Regions from separate parts of the Mus musculus genome. Here all the other regions are linked to region 1. A link is a contact called in public HiChIP or PLAC-seq data. All regions are on one chromosome and are shown on one strand. Each heading gives the region's core, a stretch centred on a gene start, on an enhancer-like site or on the middle of the called end of the contact. The rest is flanking DNA. Distances are from core to core; before and after follow the strand shown.

Evidence for each region. HiChIP or PLAC-seq counts read pairs in DNA pulled down with a chosen protein or histone mark.
Region 2: an HNF4G HiChIP or PLAC-seq map of pancreatic cancer cells shows a contact between it and region 1. The contact joins two enhancer-like sites. A contact is called at or near these places in 1 of 115 datasets of contacts at active chromatin or transcription factors (pancreatic cancer cells) and 1 of 9 other capture datasets (pancreatic islet).
Region 3: a contact with region 1 is called in a FOXA1 HiChIP or PLAC-seq map of pancreatic cancer cells. The contact joins two enhancer-like sites. A contact is called at or near these places in 1 of 15 datasets of contacts at CTCF or cohesin (large pre-B cells) and 1 of 115 datasets of contacts at active chromatin or transcription factors (pancreatic cancer cells).
Region 4: a contact with region 1 is called in a FOXA1 HiChIP or PLAC-seq map of pancreatic cancer cells. The contact joins two enhancer-like sites. A contact is called at or near these places in 1 of 115 datasets of contacts at active chromatin or transcription factors (pancreatic cancer cells) and 1 of 9 other capture datasets (adipose tissue).
Region 5: a contact with region 1 is called in an HNF4G HiChIP or PLAC-seq map of pancreatic cancer cells. The contact joins two enhancer-like sites. A contact is called at or near these places in 1 of 115 datasets of contacts at active chromatin or transcription factors (pancreatic cancer cells) and 1 of 9 other capture datasets (pancreatic islet).

What each region holds. Positions count from the first base shown.
Region 1 is chr2:32,916,236-32,918,935 of GRCm38.p6, forward strand. The region is part of intron 5 of Niban2 (niban apoptosis regulator 2); the gene reads left to right. Among named protein-coding and RNA genes, the nearest start is that of Gm13523, 35 kb to the left of the region's middle. Within about 2 kb of position 1,421, at least 164 of the 459 cell types and tissues checked have an H3K27ac peak or open chromatin away from gene starts, as enhancers often do. A contact at or near this core is called in pancreatic cancer cells, where this site is marked.
Region 2 is chr2:32,547,149-32,549,915 of GRCm38.p6, forward strand. The region is part of intron 1 of Fam102a (family with sequence similarity 102, member A); the gene reads left to right. Among named protein-coding and RNA genes, the nearest start is that of Fam102a, 13 kb to the left of the region's middle. Within about 2 kb of position 1,348, at least 103 of the 459 cell types and tissues checked have an H3K27ac peak or open chromatin away from gene starts, as enhancers often do. A contact at or near this core is called in pancreatic cancer cells, where this site is marked.
Region 3 is chr2:33,315,452-33,318,151 of GRCm38.p6, forward strand. The region is part of intron 4 of Ralgps1 (Ral GEF with PH domain and SH3 binding motif 1); the gene reads right to left. Among named protein-coding and RNA genes, the nearest start is that of Ralgps1, 55 kb to the right of the region's middle. Within about 2 kb of position 1,305, at least 163 of the 459 cell types and tissues checked have an H3K27ac peak or open chromatin away from gene starts, as enhancers often do. A contact at or near this core is called in pancreatic cancer cells, where this site is marked.
Region 4 is chr2:32,470,323-32,473,022 of GRCm38.p6, forward strand. No RefSeq gene overlaps it. Among named protein-coding and RNA genes, the nearest start is that of Slc25a25, 20 kb to the left of the region's middle. Within about 2 kb of position 1,444, at least 50 of the 459 cell types and tissues checked have an H3K27ac peak or open chromatin away from gene starts, as enhancers often do. A contact at or near this core is called in pancreatic cancer cells, where this site is marked.
Region 5 is chr2:32,523,202-32,525,901 of GRCm38.p6, forward strand. No RefSeq gene overlaps it. Among named protein-coding and RNA genes, the nearest start is that of Fam102a, 11 kb to the right of the region's middle. Within about 2 kb of position 1,425, at least 32 of the 459 cell types and tissues checked have an H3K27ac peak or open chromatin away from gene starts, as enhancers often do. A contact at or near this core is called in pancreatic cancer cells, where this site is marked.

The sequences.
Region 1 (2,700 bases), core at 171-2,670:
GCACAGGGCAGCCTCGGTGAATGAAGTTTTGCTGTGAAGCCGGAGGGTCTGAGTCTGGATCCCTAACAGCCACATCAAAGTCCGACGCAGACGCCAGGGGCTCCCTGGCCAGCCAGCCCAGCTGACACGGACTCCAGGTTCAGTGAGAGCCTCTGTCTAAAAACATAAGGTGGAGGGGCTGAGACAGCTCTGTGGTTATGAGCACTGGCTGCCTTCCAGAGGGCCTGGGTTCGATTCCCAGCACCCACATGTGGCTCATATCCAGTTTCCTATGTCTAGTACCTAGACATGCATGCAGGCAAAATGCTCATACACATAAAATTAAATTAAATTTAAAAATAAATGAGATGGAGAATGGTAGAAGACACTTCACATTGACCTTTGGCCTCAACATGGACATACATGGATGAGTGAAAGCATACACATGTATTCACACACATACATACACACACATACATACATACATACACACATATACATACACACATACATACACATGCATACACAGACACATATATACACATACATACATACACATAGACACATATACATACAGATACATACATATACGCACACACATATACGCACACACATACACATATACACACACATATATTTACATACATACATACATACATACATACATATACACACACATATGCACACTAAAACAAATAAATTTGAAGCTGGGCAGTGGATAAGTATGCTTTTAATCCCAGCTCTCCGGAGGCAGAGGCAGAAACAGGTGGATCTCTGTGAGTTTGAGACCAGCCTGGTCTACAGAGGGAGTTCCAGGACAGCCAAGGCTACACAGAGAAACCCTGTCTTGAAAAACCAAAAATAAAATCAAAATTTCCTTTTTCATGAAGATATCGGTTTAACTAGATGTGGCTCAGCCTGACCTCTCTGTTGAGCTTCGCTCTTAGGAAAGATGAGTTGTTCTAAATTCAGCCCTGTTCTGGGGTGCGTTGCCCGTGAACACAGCAGGCTCACAAGTAGCTGGTTGTGCAGAATGGGGAAGGTCCTTAGTTGGGAGCATCCCTGCTGCTGCCCCGCCCATTGTGCCACCCACCAAGCCACCCTCCCTTGCTGGGGCACCCTTGACCTGCACGCTCGCTTGCTTCGTTGCATCTTCCTTGCTACACGCAGGATGGAAATTTCTAGCCTTGGTAATTTATATATTGCCAGATCTCCCAGACAGAACTCAGACTCCAGGAGAGCGTGTCCTTCTGAGAGCCTGGCTGGGGCTTCCTCTCAGGCCCACATTGGCTGCCCTGACTTGGGTACTACTTCTGCTGATACACCTCTGCTCTGCCCCGAGCCTCGCCCTGTGGGTCCTCCAATGCAGGGATGGGTGCTGTTGGCTCTGAGTCTCTGGGTCCCGTGGTAGAATGTCCTCTGGCTCTGACAGACAGTGATTCCTGTGGGCGGCTGGCTGTGGGGAAGGGAGGGGCTCTTTTCTGTAGGGTGACTCAGCCTGTTGTCACTGCAGTGGGCGCTGTGGCTTGTGACGCATGAACTGCAGTTTCTCCTTCTTGGGTTCCGGGGACACCGTGGTCAGAGGCACGTGGCTAGGGCTAGCGTGTTAACCATCCTCTCTCCCTACTTGAATGTGGCCACTTCCCGCCTCTTGTTTCCTCTTGTTTTCCTAGCTAGGTAAACAACTTGTTTATTTACTCTCCTGCCCTGTGACACAGGCCACCATCACCACCAGTAGCAACAGCAACGTAGAAAAAGCATGTTTTCCTACTCGTTAGCAATGGTCACGCTCCCAATTTTCTCTTCCATCCTTCTTTCCCACCCAGGAACTGAACTCAGGACCTTATGCAGATTAGACACACCCTGCCACTGGGCTGCAGCCCCAGCCCTTCAGTCAGTAAAGTTTTAGCGTCTGTACAAATAAGGTACATAGACAAGCCAGACCTGGGGCCCATTTCTAAAGAGAAATAGCTCCTCAGCTTCTGATAGAAAGTGCACTTGAGGAGCTGGGCCTGCAGCTCAGTGGTCAAGTGTTTGCCTGACATACTCAGGGCCCTGGGTCCCATCTCCAGGACCTCAAAAAAACCAAAACCACACAAAGTGTTATTCAAGAGGCCCTGGTGCTATCCTTCTGGACTTCCTGTAGCTCACTGTCTGCACATTGCAGCTCAGAGGTCCCTAGAGCATGTTGGGGGGGGGCAGGATAGGGTCATTGTTCCCATAAGAGCAAATTGAGGCTCTTTTGGGGTTCAAGGTCCAGAAAGCAGTGCACGGGTCAGGTTCAGCCCCCGGCCTACTTTTGCAGCAAGGTGTATTGACAAAGAAAAGCTCTGTTGTTTGCAACCTGGATGTTAGGTCTAGCGTTGGGACAGAGGCCGTCTGGCTTGTGCAGCTGGAAATATTTACCGTCTGTCACACCACGGGAGGGTCACAGGACACGAATGCAGCCACATGTGGGGAGCAGGGCTAGAATGTGAGTCTCAGGTGTCCTAGAGCTATGCCGTGCAGTCTTTAGGGCTGGATGGCTTTTCTCACCTCGTTTGGCTGTTCATTACTCTCAGCTGTTTTTCTGTGGGGTGGGTTAATGGCTGTGCTGGGTCAGGGTGGTGGTATCTTGGAGGACGAAGGAGATTCGGAGAGGGATGGGTAGCAGGGGTTGCCATGGTGCTACAGGGTGAACCACGGCCTTCTCCTGCTGTGCATGCCCTGGCTGGGTAGTCT
Region 2 (2,767 bases), core at 98-2,597, 370 kb before region 1:
AGCTGATCCTGCCCATATTGGATGTAGGCCAGGCAGCCTTTCTGTTTGGGCAGCAGTAGGGTGGACTGTTTGGGGCTTTGGGTTGCAGAGGGCATTCTCTGTAGCAGCCATTATCGCAGGCCCATCCCATGACACTGTTGAACAAAAAAGGCCCAAGGCAAGATACACAATAGCATTTGAGTGGAGTTGAAAGCCTGTGTGGTTCAAGGAGGATGGGATTATCCTTGTGTGGGGCCTGTGTCTGGACAGGGCCACTCAGCCTGACTCCTAGTAAGTGCTCAGTGGCTTGCTTGAAGTTAGTGGCAGTGGCAATGATTGGCCCAGGAGTGGTCTTGAGTCTGCAGTCTCAGGTGTCTATGGAGGAGGTGGAGCCCTGTGAGTCAGGGCCTCATGGTGGTGTCTGACCCTGGGCCTTCTGTCCTGTGATCGGAATCTTCGGTAGCTGCTGAGCACAGCTGGACAAACAGGTCTGAGTCAGTGCCAGGCTGTGAAGAGAGGTGACTCTGGCTAAACAACTCCTGATTATCTTGTCGCCTTAAGTTCAAAGGGCCATGGGGAATCCGATGTGCAGCAGGAACACCGGGTTAGCAGGTACAGTAGTGATGATGGTCCCTGACTCTACAAACTGTAGAGAACAAGCTGCAGGCACATCTGGGAATCCCCTACTGGGAAGTGGTGCCCCTGTGAGAAGGCTTGACTTTAGGGAAATAGACTACAGAGATCTCTCATTCAGTTGTTAGATCTTCAGCACCATATTTGAAGATAGGAGACCAACTGTTAGTGTACAGACGCCCTGCCTCTACTTGGCTCTGGGAGACAAGGGCCTTGCTTGGTTCCAACTACACCTATAGACCCAGTCCTGCCCGCACAGTTAGGGAGCGCCCTTAGGATGGGCCTGGGTGAAGGTATCCCCTTGACTGGAGTCTAAGTAATTTCAGGAACCAGGCCCCAGGGACAGGAATCTCTCCTTCCTCTCACTCCTTCCTCTTTGGGTGAATCAAATACCACCCGGGCTTGAGTCACTGGTCACACATTCCTGGCCACCTGCCACACCTCTGAACATGACAGCTGAGTTTCAGGACTGGGGAAATGGCCAGATCCAAGGTCCAGAGCAAGGAAGAGGGCTGGGTCAGTACTTTTTGCAGGCTTCCAGGACCACCTGCCTCTGAGGCCCCTCTCTGCAGGTACTAGTGCATGGCTAGGCCATGTCCACAGTTCCACAGAGGTGCCTATCGTGTTTAGTTTGGGCACTAGCAATTCCATGAGAAAGAAAGTGACTGAGACCCAAAGGGCGCTAGAGTTCATGGGTGGCAGAGGCTTGCTTGGACCCATCTTTGCCTCCCCGTGCCACTCAAGTGAGTCTGCTGGGTTTAGGAAGGGGAAGTCCCCTGAGCAGATCCGACTCAACACCTCAGCATTATAATAGTCTAGGTCTTAGGAATTGACATTGGTACCACATCCCAGTGTAACATCTGTTGTGCCTTCTTCCTTTGAATTCCTAGGGCCTCTGTTTTCCAGCCCTAACATGGAAAAATGTAGTGTTGGGCATGGGTTCAGATCACTGACCTTGGACAGGTAAATTCTTGTGCCTTGTGTTCCTAGCCTGTGACATGGGAGTGATGGGCTATGGATTCTGTGACCATCTCTCCCTTGGCATGAAGCAGGTGTGATACCATCTCTTCCCTTGTGTGGAATACTCATGGAAAAGGATGAGATCACAGGGCCTAGGGTTCTGGCAGGACAGAGAGCCATGCTGTCATTGAGACCTGAGAATGGTTCTCCTATGTCGGCAGATTTCCCAGGGATGCTGGGAATGCAAAATTATGTCTAGGGGTACAGACTACCCCTCAACCCCTGGACTCCCTTAAGTCCCTGGACTCCCTTGAGAATCAGTGTCCTGATCTGTGAAGTATAAGTATGAAGCGAGTGTATGAAGAGCACTTGGCACTTAGGAGGACATCCAGGAGACAGAAGCCACGAGACACTTTTGTACATGGGGCTGGACCTGCATTTGGTTCAAAGCCAGCAACTTACTATAGATCCCTTCACTTTAGAGCAAGATCCAGGAACTAGGCCTGAGGGTGCGGCCCAGTGGTAGAGCGTTTGCCTAGTATACACACACGGCTCTGGGTTTCAACCGTAGCATCAACAAAAAAGAAAAAAGCTAGTGATTCCTGGCACATTTCAGACTCCGGTTTACAGGCATCTGCCTGGGTAGTAACATGAGCTGTCTGTATATCCTGGCCACGAAGCAGAAGGACAGCTACGTGCCAGTGACTGCAAACAAAGAATGCCAACACCTACCTGTCTTGGGTTTCTTGAAGGTCAGTCTCCAGATTACATGACTGAAGGGCACCAGGATTCAAACCCAGGTGGGTCTTAACCTGATGCTCCTAAGCCAGCCAGCTTGAGTGCCCGTCGATCATCTCACCCCTTCTCCGTGGTGCACTTCCTAAAGCTGCATTTGCTCACATTGTGCTTGATGGCGTCACTTGCCAACGTCAGCTTGTACTCCCAGCTTTTCTGTCTACCCCTGAGCCATTTTTAGGGTTCTTGATAACAGAGGAGCAAAGAAGGCAGCATGGGGCCGAAGGAGCGCCTCAAAACTCTCCAGTGTTGGGCACCAAGTGGCTTGGCTTCTAGGAACTTCTTGCTGCCTCACCACAGAGGAGGGATGTGCCAGAACTGTAGGGAACTGCTTCCCCTGCACGTGGCCCTCAACTTCTGGCAGGAGTCAAACACTGTTGGGCTGCCACGTTGGCCCTCC
Region 3 (2,700 bases), core at 55-2,554, 400 kb after region 1:
ATCAAGCTGTTGCTCCTAAAGCCAGAGCCCAGACAGCCTGTGGGTGAAAACAGCTGCTCTGTGAGGCTCTGTTCTGTGTTGTGAGCAAGGCCTCTGTTTAGTGTCAGGTTATTAATTCACTTAAAAGGAAATTTGGTTTCTCACCAGTACTCATGTCATATCCATGCTCAAGAAAAGAGAAAAAATGAGTCTCAAAGTTCCAAAGTGCATTAATTCTGATGTGCTGCTGGCCAGGTCTACAGCCAGACCTGACTCCTGTGTCCACCATGCCTCAGCTGAAGAGGACCCTTTTCTACTGTGTTTTCAGTGTGACAAGAGTCACTAGACAGGAAAAAAACTAGAGACCAAAGAACAAATGACAGCTGTAAATGAAGAGCAGCAGCAGCAGAGGGAGGCCTTCAGCGCTTGCTGGCATCCACTCTGATGAGCCCTGTGCTAGGAGCCCCCCTCTTCTCACTGGATGACAAGTGCATGGTGCTGATACCTCATTCTTTAGTTTGAACAGAGGGAAGCAGCACTGCACAGACAGCAGGTAGGAAGGGACTCATCACAACAGTCTCCCCCTAAATACAGTCAGCAAACAACACTGGGCACCGCAGTAGGTCCCAGGAGATGGGGGAAGAGTCCTGCGGTTATAATCTAGGAAGGAGGCTTTAACCAGCAGACTAGTCAAATGACTACTAGAGGCAAAGGTGTCTACAGGAGTGGGTTAAAGGAAGTCACAGAACCCTGAAGCTCTAGCTGCACAACTGCACCCCATCTTCTGAGGCATCTGGACACTCCAGGTGGAGGGGGCAGCCTGCAGGAAGTAAAATGGGAGGGGACATGAAGGAGAACTAGCAAGGTAGGCTAGCTATTACAGACCCCATGGGATGCTGAAGGAGTATGGACTGCCTCCTGAGTAGAAAAGAGGAGGGAAGGCTCTAGGCAAGTCAGGAAGATGGTCAGAGAAACAGGTCTCTGGCTCCAAAGGAAAAATAGGAGCCAGGGCTGCCGAGGGCTTTGCCATCCATGAAAGAAGTGACCGCGGCTTTGCTTTTTTCTGTGCACACTGCCCAGAACTTGACCCAAGAGAGGGCTTTCAATGATGTCAGTGAAACCTCGCTCCTCACCACAGGCGACTGCCTGCTGGCAGCTCTCCCCCCTCTCCCAGAGCCAAAGGGAATCGAGGACACGCAGGGTTTGTCCCCCATCCAACATTGATCTCGGCTCTCTGGAATGTCCATGTCTTCAGAGGAGGCAGCACAGCCAGACAATAGGCCAGAGGGTCAGCTCCCGACCCATACAGCAGTGTCTCCCCGAGCCCCAGTGCACCCCTGCTGGGGAACTGTGGGCCTGCACTGAGCCCTGGGCTCCTGCAGTCCAGCCTATGTACATAGCAGCAAGTGTCCCACAGATGGCAGTCAAGTCTCCAGCTCCACATGAAGGGAGGCTGAAATAATTCCTTACACAATGGCCCTCTGCCTCAAACATTTGTTCTCAATGCCCCACCTCTTCCCTGTCCAGAGGCAGTCCTCTCTAAGGCTGCAGACAGTGAGGCAGGAAGATGCTGAGCATCTCTTCAGACCTAATGCCTGGCACCCAGGGAAGGTGGCTGTCCACTCTGGGTCTCACCTTCCTAGGTTACAGGCCAAACTCACTTTTTTCCCCTGGTTGTGGGTTCGTCCACAGTGCTGCCTGCTCTCTTGCCTTTTGGTACAACTTCACTTTCCCCTTCTTGCCCTCAGACCCTCATCTAAGGGCCTTTGTCTTCAACCCCACCTCAGCCCCTGCCCCACAGCACAGCCATCACCCACACGCAGTGCTCCTCCATCCCCACGTCTACCTTCTCAGTCTCCATGCTGCCTGGACCTCTGATCCTTTTAACCTCACCCCCCCACAGGCAAAGTCCCGAGCTGTGCTAGGATCATCCTACTCTAGGATCCGTTCCACTACCTCAGGCCCTGGTCCTCTTCTCTGCTTGCCCTGCACTCACAGCAGCTGGAAGCAGCCCTCACCAGACTTGCCATTCTCACCACCACTCTCCAGATCTATAGTCCTGCAGAATCCTCTGACCACCCTCACCACTCCAGAGAGGTCTACCTCGGAGTAGACAGCTAAAAGGGGCAGGGTGGGGGAAGCTTTCTCCTTTTAAAAATCCTTATCGGGCGTGGTGGCGCACACCTTTAATCCCAGCACAAGGGAGGCAGAGGCAGGCGGATTTCTGAGTTCGAGGCCAGCCTGGTCTACAGAGTGAGTTTCAGGACAGCCAGGGCTATACAGAGAAACCCTGCCTCAAAAATAAATAAATAAATAAATAAATAAATAAATAAATATCCTTCAGCGCTAAGCTCAAACTCTGGAGCTGAGTCCACCTAAGGCTCCCTGCCCTAACATGCCTAACAATGCCCAACTCAGAGCCAGAGAATCTACCTGCCCAGTCCAGCCCCTTTCATAGGCTCTTGCTCCCTGAAGATACCCAGAGGCCCTGTGTTTGGCTCTGTGTGTGCTACTGAGTCTCTAGACCTAGGCTTCGAGGCTCTTTTCTTGCCATTCCTTTACTGTGGTCCTCACTATCAGTCCTTGTCCCTGAAGCTGTAGCCCTGATCTTGTAGAGCCTGAACACACTTTCTGTGATAACCAACTTGTGCAGCTAGCGCTCAGACACATGGGAGCTGTGACATTCTGCTTCTGCAGTGGTCTGGGCTGCTGGCCTTCTTG
Region 4 (2,700 bases), core at 194-2,693, 450 kb before region 1:
GCCTTGGCTGTCCTGGAACTCACTCTGTAGATGAGGCTGGCCTCAAACTCAAGAGATCCATCTGCCTCTGCCTCCTGAGTGCTGGGATTATGGGATTAAGGGCACACATAGGCCTTCACTGTTTCTTTTCTCCCCCTGATTTCCTGACTCCTAGCTGTCCTCGAGCCCACCATGGACATACATCCTCCAAAGAGCCTTTCTGGGTCACACCTCCCTCCCATGTTTATTGCACTGTATTCGCATGTACATGCATGTAATCACTTTACAAGTCTGCTCTGCTGTAGGAACCCAGCACCATGACCACTGGAGGCTAGATAAAACTCTGTGTTGAGGGGTTTTCTATATGTTTTTTTGCTTTGGGTATGTATGTATGTATGTATGTATGTATGTATTTATGTGTGTATGTGTATGGCTGCATATTTGGTGTGGCATGCTGTAGAGGCAGAGGACAACTTGTGGGAGTTGGTTCTCTCCTTCCAGCATGTGAGTTCTGGGATCAAAGTTAGGTCATCAAATTTGGCAGCCAGCATTGTAACACAAAAAACTCCTCCTGTGACAACATGCGTCTTAGTCATAATCACTGTTCAGTGCACGCCACAGACCTGAACCATTTGATACACCTCTTACTGTAGTGTTGACTAAATTGAGAGCCAACAACACCATCATAAGATGATTTGGACTCCTCACCAATGCCAAAGCCAAGACTCACTCACCAATGGTGTGTAGTTATAAGTAACAGAGCCAGGAGTCCAACCCAGGTGTGTCTGCTGTGGCCTCCCTCTGTGAGTCAACCTCCCGTGAGAGCAGACAGCCTGAGCATGAATCACCCTTCCATACCTGCAGCCTGGACCCTGGACCTGTGACAGAAGCATCAAGAGCCTCACCCCGTGAGTCCCAGACACACCTGAGTGCAGGGACCTTGGGCAATCCACCCGCTGGGGCACAGGTGCTGTCAGGTTAACACCTGCCCAAGGGCTCAGACAGGTTTCCCTAAGATCTATGGAGGAGATAATGCCCTAGAGCCTAGATCCTGGCCAGGAGGGTAATAAATGGGCAGAGATGAGAACAGTGCAGAGACCAGGCTAGGAAGCATAGTTCTCCAGGGTTCGATAGCTCCATCTGGGAATTTCATTTGTCTGCAGTCCAAGGCTACTCAGATAACAGCAGCAGAGGCTCTGATAAGGACTTCCTTGCCTGCCTCGGCAGGTGGAGGCTGGAAACTGGCTTCTCAAGGTCAGACATAAGCCCTTGCCAGACTGTCCGATTCAATAGATCCTATTGAATGGAAGAAGCCTGGATACCAAGCTTGAATGTAAAATCCTCCACTTTAAACATACTGATTGCCAAACACTTCCCAAAACTCCCACAAGTTGAACAAGCAGCACTGGGCTGGCTCTACCCACGGAGGTCAGCTTTACTGGGCTGGGCTGGCTCAACCCACAGAGGTCAGCTTTCAGGTTCCAAACTCAATGGGGTCAGTGACTAACTCCCTAGGCAGGGCCAGAAGAAGACATTTGGAGGTAGTGGCCGGCCTGCAGGGGGCGGTAGTGCCAGATCCCCTTTCCTCTTGATCTTGATTTCCCTCCTCAGTGGAGTGGCTGTCCTGGCTGGGCTGGCTCTGGCCCAGGTTAGACTGACTCACCTTGGGGACCTAGGCTAGTCTCTGCTCTGTCCTCATTGAGTCACGGTGGAAAAGCAACAGTGACACCCGCCTCCTCGTGAGGAATCAAGTACTAAGGAAGACTGTGTGCCACAGGAGACTCCGTCTAGGCTGCAGTTACGGAGGGCCTCCAGGCAGGTAACAAGATCCTGGTTTGAAATGTGTTCTTGATATCTTCTGGCTGTGTGTGTGTCTGTGTGTGTGGTGTGTGTTATAGGCATGTGTGCATGCATGTATGGGCAGGTACATGCAGGCCAAAGGAAAACTTCTGTCTTCCTCTGTTACTTTCTACCCATTTCCTCCTATGTCTCTGCCTGACACCCTCTCACCCAGGTTTACAGGCCTGTGCACCCATTCCCAGATTTTTTTTTTATAGCAATTTAATTGTATTCGTTATTATTACGTGTGTTTATGTACATGCCCCAGAGTGTGTGTAGAGGTCTAAGGGCAACTTTTTTTTTTTTTTTTGAGACAGGGTTTCTCTGTATAGCTCTGACCTCGAACTCAGAAATCCGCCTGCCTCTGCCTCCCGAGTGCTGGGATTAAAGGCATGCGCCACCACTCCCGGCTTAAGGGCAACTTTTGATTCCCTCCTTTTAACCTCTTAAGGTAAGGTCTCTCTTGTTTTTTCTTTCCTTCCTTCCTTTTTTGCTTTGCATGCTTGAAAGAGACTCACATGTGTGCAGTTCCCACAGAGGCCAGAACAGGGAGTTGGAGCCTCTGGAACTTGAGTTAAATGTAGTTGTGAGTCTCCATATAGGAACGATACTCTGCTCCTCTGTAAGAGCCGCTAAAGCTCTTAGCCACTGGCCCATCTCTTTGGCCCCTTCTCCTAATTCTGCTGTTGAACAAACTCCTGGCTAGCTGTCCCAAGAGCTCCCAGCCATTCCCCTGTCTCTGCCTCCCATCTCATTGGACATTACAGATTGTAGCCAGTACACCTGGCTTTTTGTGGGTTCCAGGGATTGAACTCAGGTCTCAGGCTTTTATTCCAAACACTTTTACCCCCTGAGCCATCTCAAAGCCTCAATGCCTGGCTT
Region 5 (2,700 bases), core at 175-2,674, 390 kb before region 1:
AGCACCTAGCACACACAGCGAGTACTCCATTTCTACAAAGTTTAATTTACTTTTTATTATGCATAGGGTGTTTTGCCCACAATTATGTCTGTGTACCATGTGTACGCAGAACCTGTGGGAGCCAGAAAAATGTGTTTGATCCCCTGGAGCTGGAACTGCAGCCAGCCGTGATCTTTCATGGGGGTGCTGGGAACCGAACTTGGTTCCTCTGGAAGAGTACTCAGTGCTCCTAACTAGCGAGCCCTCCATTTTTAAATTTAATTCTCACAGACACCTTCAAAATGGCCATTAGGATGATTCGTATTTTAGAGCTCCAAAATGGAAGCAGAGAGAGGTTAAGGAGCTTGCTGAGGCTCACTCAGTGGCAGAGGCAGGGTCTGAGGCTGAAGAGACCCTGGTTGGCTGGATGATTAGAGAGAGGAGGGAGCCCAGAGTTTGGACCTGAGAGGTGGAATCAGAGCACAGACCCTGGAACAAGCATCAACCTATCCATCCTAGATGGTTCCCTGAGTGGGAGAAATGTGGGGAGGCGGCAGGGTCCTAAGGTTAAGCAGAACATTAAAAACTTAGGGTGCCCAGATCCCAGGCCCTGATCCCAGGGTGTCAGGAAGTTAGGATTGATGGGAAAGCCCAGCAGGGTAAGTTCCCTACTGTCCCTGGGGAGGGTCAGAGGAGTAGAAAGGACACATTATACAGCAGCGAGGGCAGGGTTAGGGCTCTACCTCAGTTGGTAGAGAGCTTGCTTAGCATGCACAAATCTTGGGGCTGGATCCTCAGCTCCTCATAAACCAGCTGTGGTGGTGCACATCTGGTGGCGCACATCTGCAAATGGAAAGCGGCAGCAGGAGGGTCAGAGTCTCAGGGTCACCTTTGGCTCTGTATCAAGTTTTAGGCCAGCCTGGCTAGTATCTATAAAATCCCATCTCAAATAAAGCAGCACCAAAATGAGGCTGTTCATAGCCAGGATCTGATGCCAGGTAATTCACAAAAACCCTTTATATATATTCTATAATGCAGAGAGTATATCCTACATTTTAGATGATATAAGCTCTTTGAACACTGTCAGATCCACGGGGCTAGTGCGACCACAAAATCCATCTCACACATGAGAAAACTGAAGCTCCGGAATGCCACACCTGGCTCCAGGTCCCGGAGTTGAGAGGCCAAGAGTTTGCCAGCAATATCCTAAGTGGCTGCTCAACCCCATGGCTCCTGGGTCCTGTCTGTCCTCCACCGTCTTCCCAGTACTTCACCACTATATGCCACCACCAAGCTGCCGATAGATATTTTAAAACCGTTGCGGTCTGAGGAGTATGACTAAGAACTTAGTAAATATGCAGAGCTCAGCGCAGGCTGCAGGCTGTGTGTGTACGCGCAGGTATCTCAGGACAGGGCGGTGACCCAGGAGCACTTCTCCATGGTACACACAGCCCACATCAGTGGGTGAAAGGTCCTGCCAGGTTATGTAAGATCCACGCCCGCAGCCTGCATATGGCCTCTGGGCGGGAGTTTAGAAAGATCCAGAAGACCCACTCTAGAATAATAAGCAGGCCTCTTTGGAGGTAGCCTCGCCTTTGGATAGGCTGGCCAAGAGAGATCTCAGCCAGCCCATCCCTCCCCGTCTCTGGGTGTCTCCACTCCACTTCCTGGGCGTCTGCCTCTGTGTTATGCCCTTTTCTCTGGTACCTTATGTAACTGTGTAAAGAAGGTGTCCTTATCTTCCTTCTCCATTGAGGACAGTGAAGGTGAAACGGGTTAATGATTTCCTTGAAGCCGTAGGGCCAAGGAGTGGCCGGGCTGGTATCTGAACCCAGGGCACATCTTAGACTGAAAGAAGGCAGCTCCAGACACCTGTGTACTCAGGAGGTGTTCCGAGACCCGGCAGCAGGTAGAGAGAGGGAAGGTGAATAGGGGTCAATTTCTGATTCCCATGGGAAGACAAAGGCCACGTGGGTCTGGTTTGGACTTACCATCTTTCCAATGATACCTTCCATGGCTCTCCACTATATAGATCAAAATGCAGCATCAGGCCTGTGTTCCCTGCTAGCCTTGCCCATTCTTCTAGAAGGCTCTGGACTCTTACACTTTCCCCTCCACCTGTTATCAGCTAGCTGTCTTCTTTCCATCAATGTCACCTCCCCTGGCTGGCTTTCTGCTACTTCCTCCGAGAAGCCCACCTTGACTACTCACTCTCCAGCAAGCTTAATTTTTGCCATATCAGACCTATGCTTTTATGCATACTCACAAATCAGAACTGCTATGAATGCTACCAAACAGATAAGGGAACGGAGGCTGAGGGAGTTGGAGGGAGCTGACCCAAGTCACACAGCGTCTTCTGTGCCCCTACCTGATAGTATTACTCTATGCTGTAGCTCCTTCAGAGGCGTGGGCCTCTACACCTGCCCTGGTCAATATTGTGGCCACCAGCAGCTTGGGACTAGTTATATTTTAAAAGTTGAACTAAATGAATTGAAAACCTAGTTCTTGGAGGGTGGAAACAGGAGGGTTGGTTGGAAGCTGGAGGTCAGCCTCGGCTGTAGAGTGAAACTGTCCCAAAATACTCAGAGAAACAAAGGAAAAAAAGCAAGGGAGGGGGCCTGAACTCCTCAGCCCTGCTAGAGCTCACAGCCACAGATGTCTGACGGTTACCGCATTGTTGGATGCAGAAGCCTTTCCAACACCTCATGGGGTTCTGTGGTC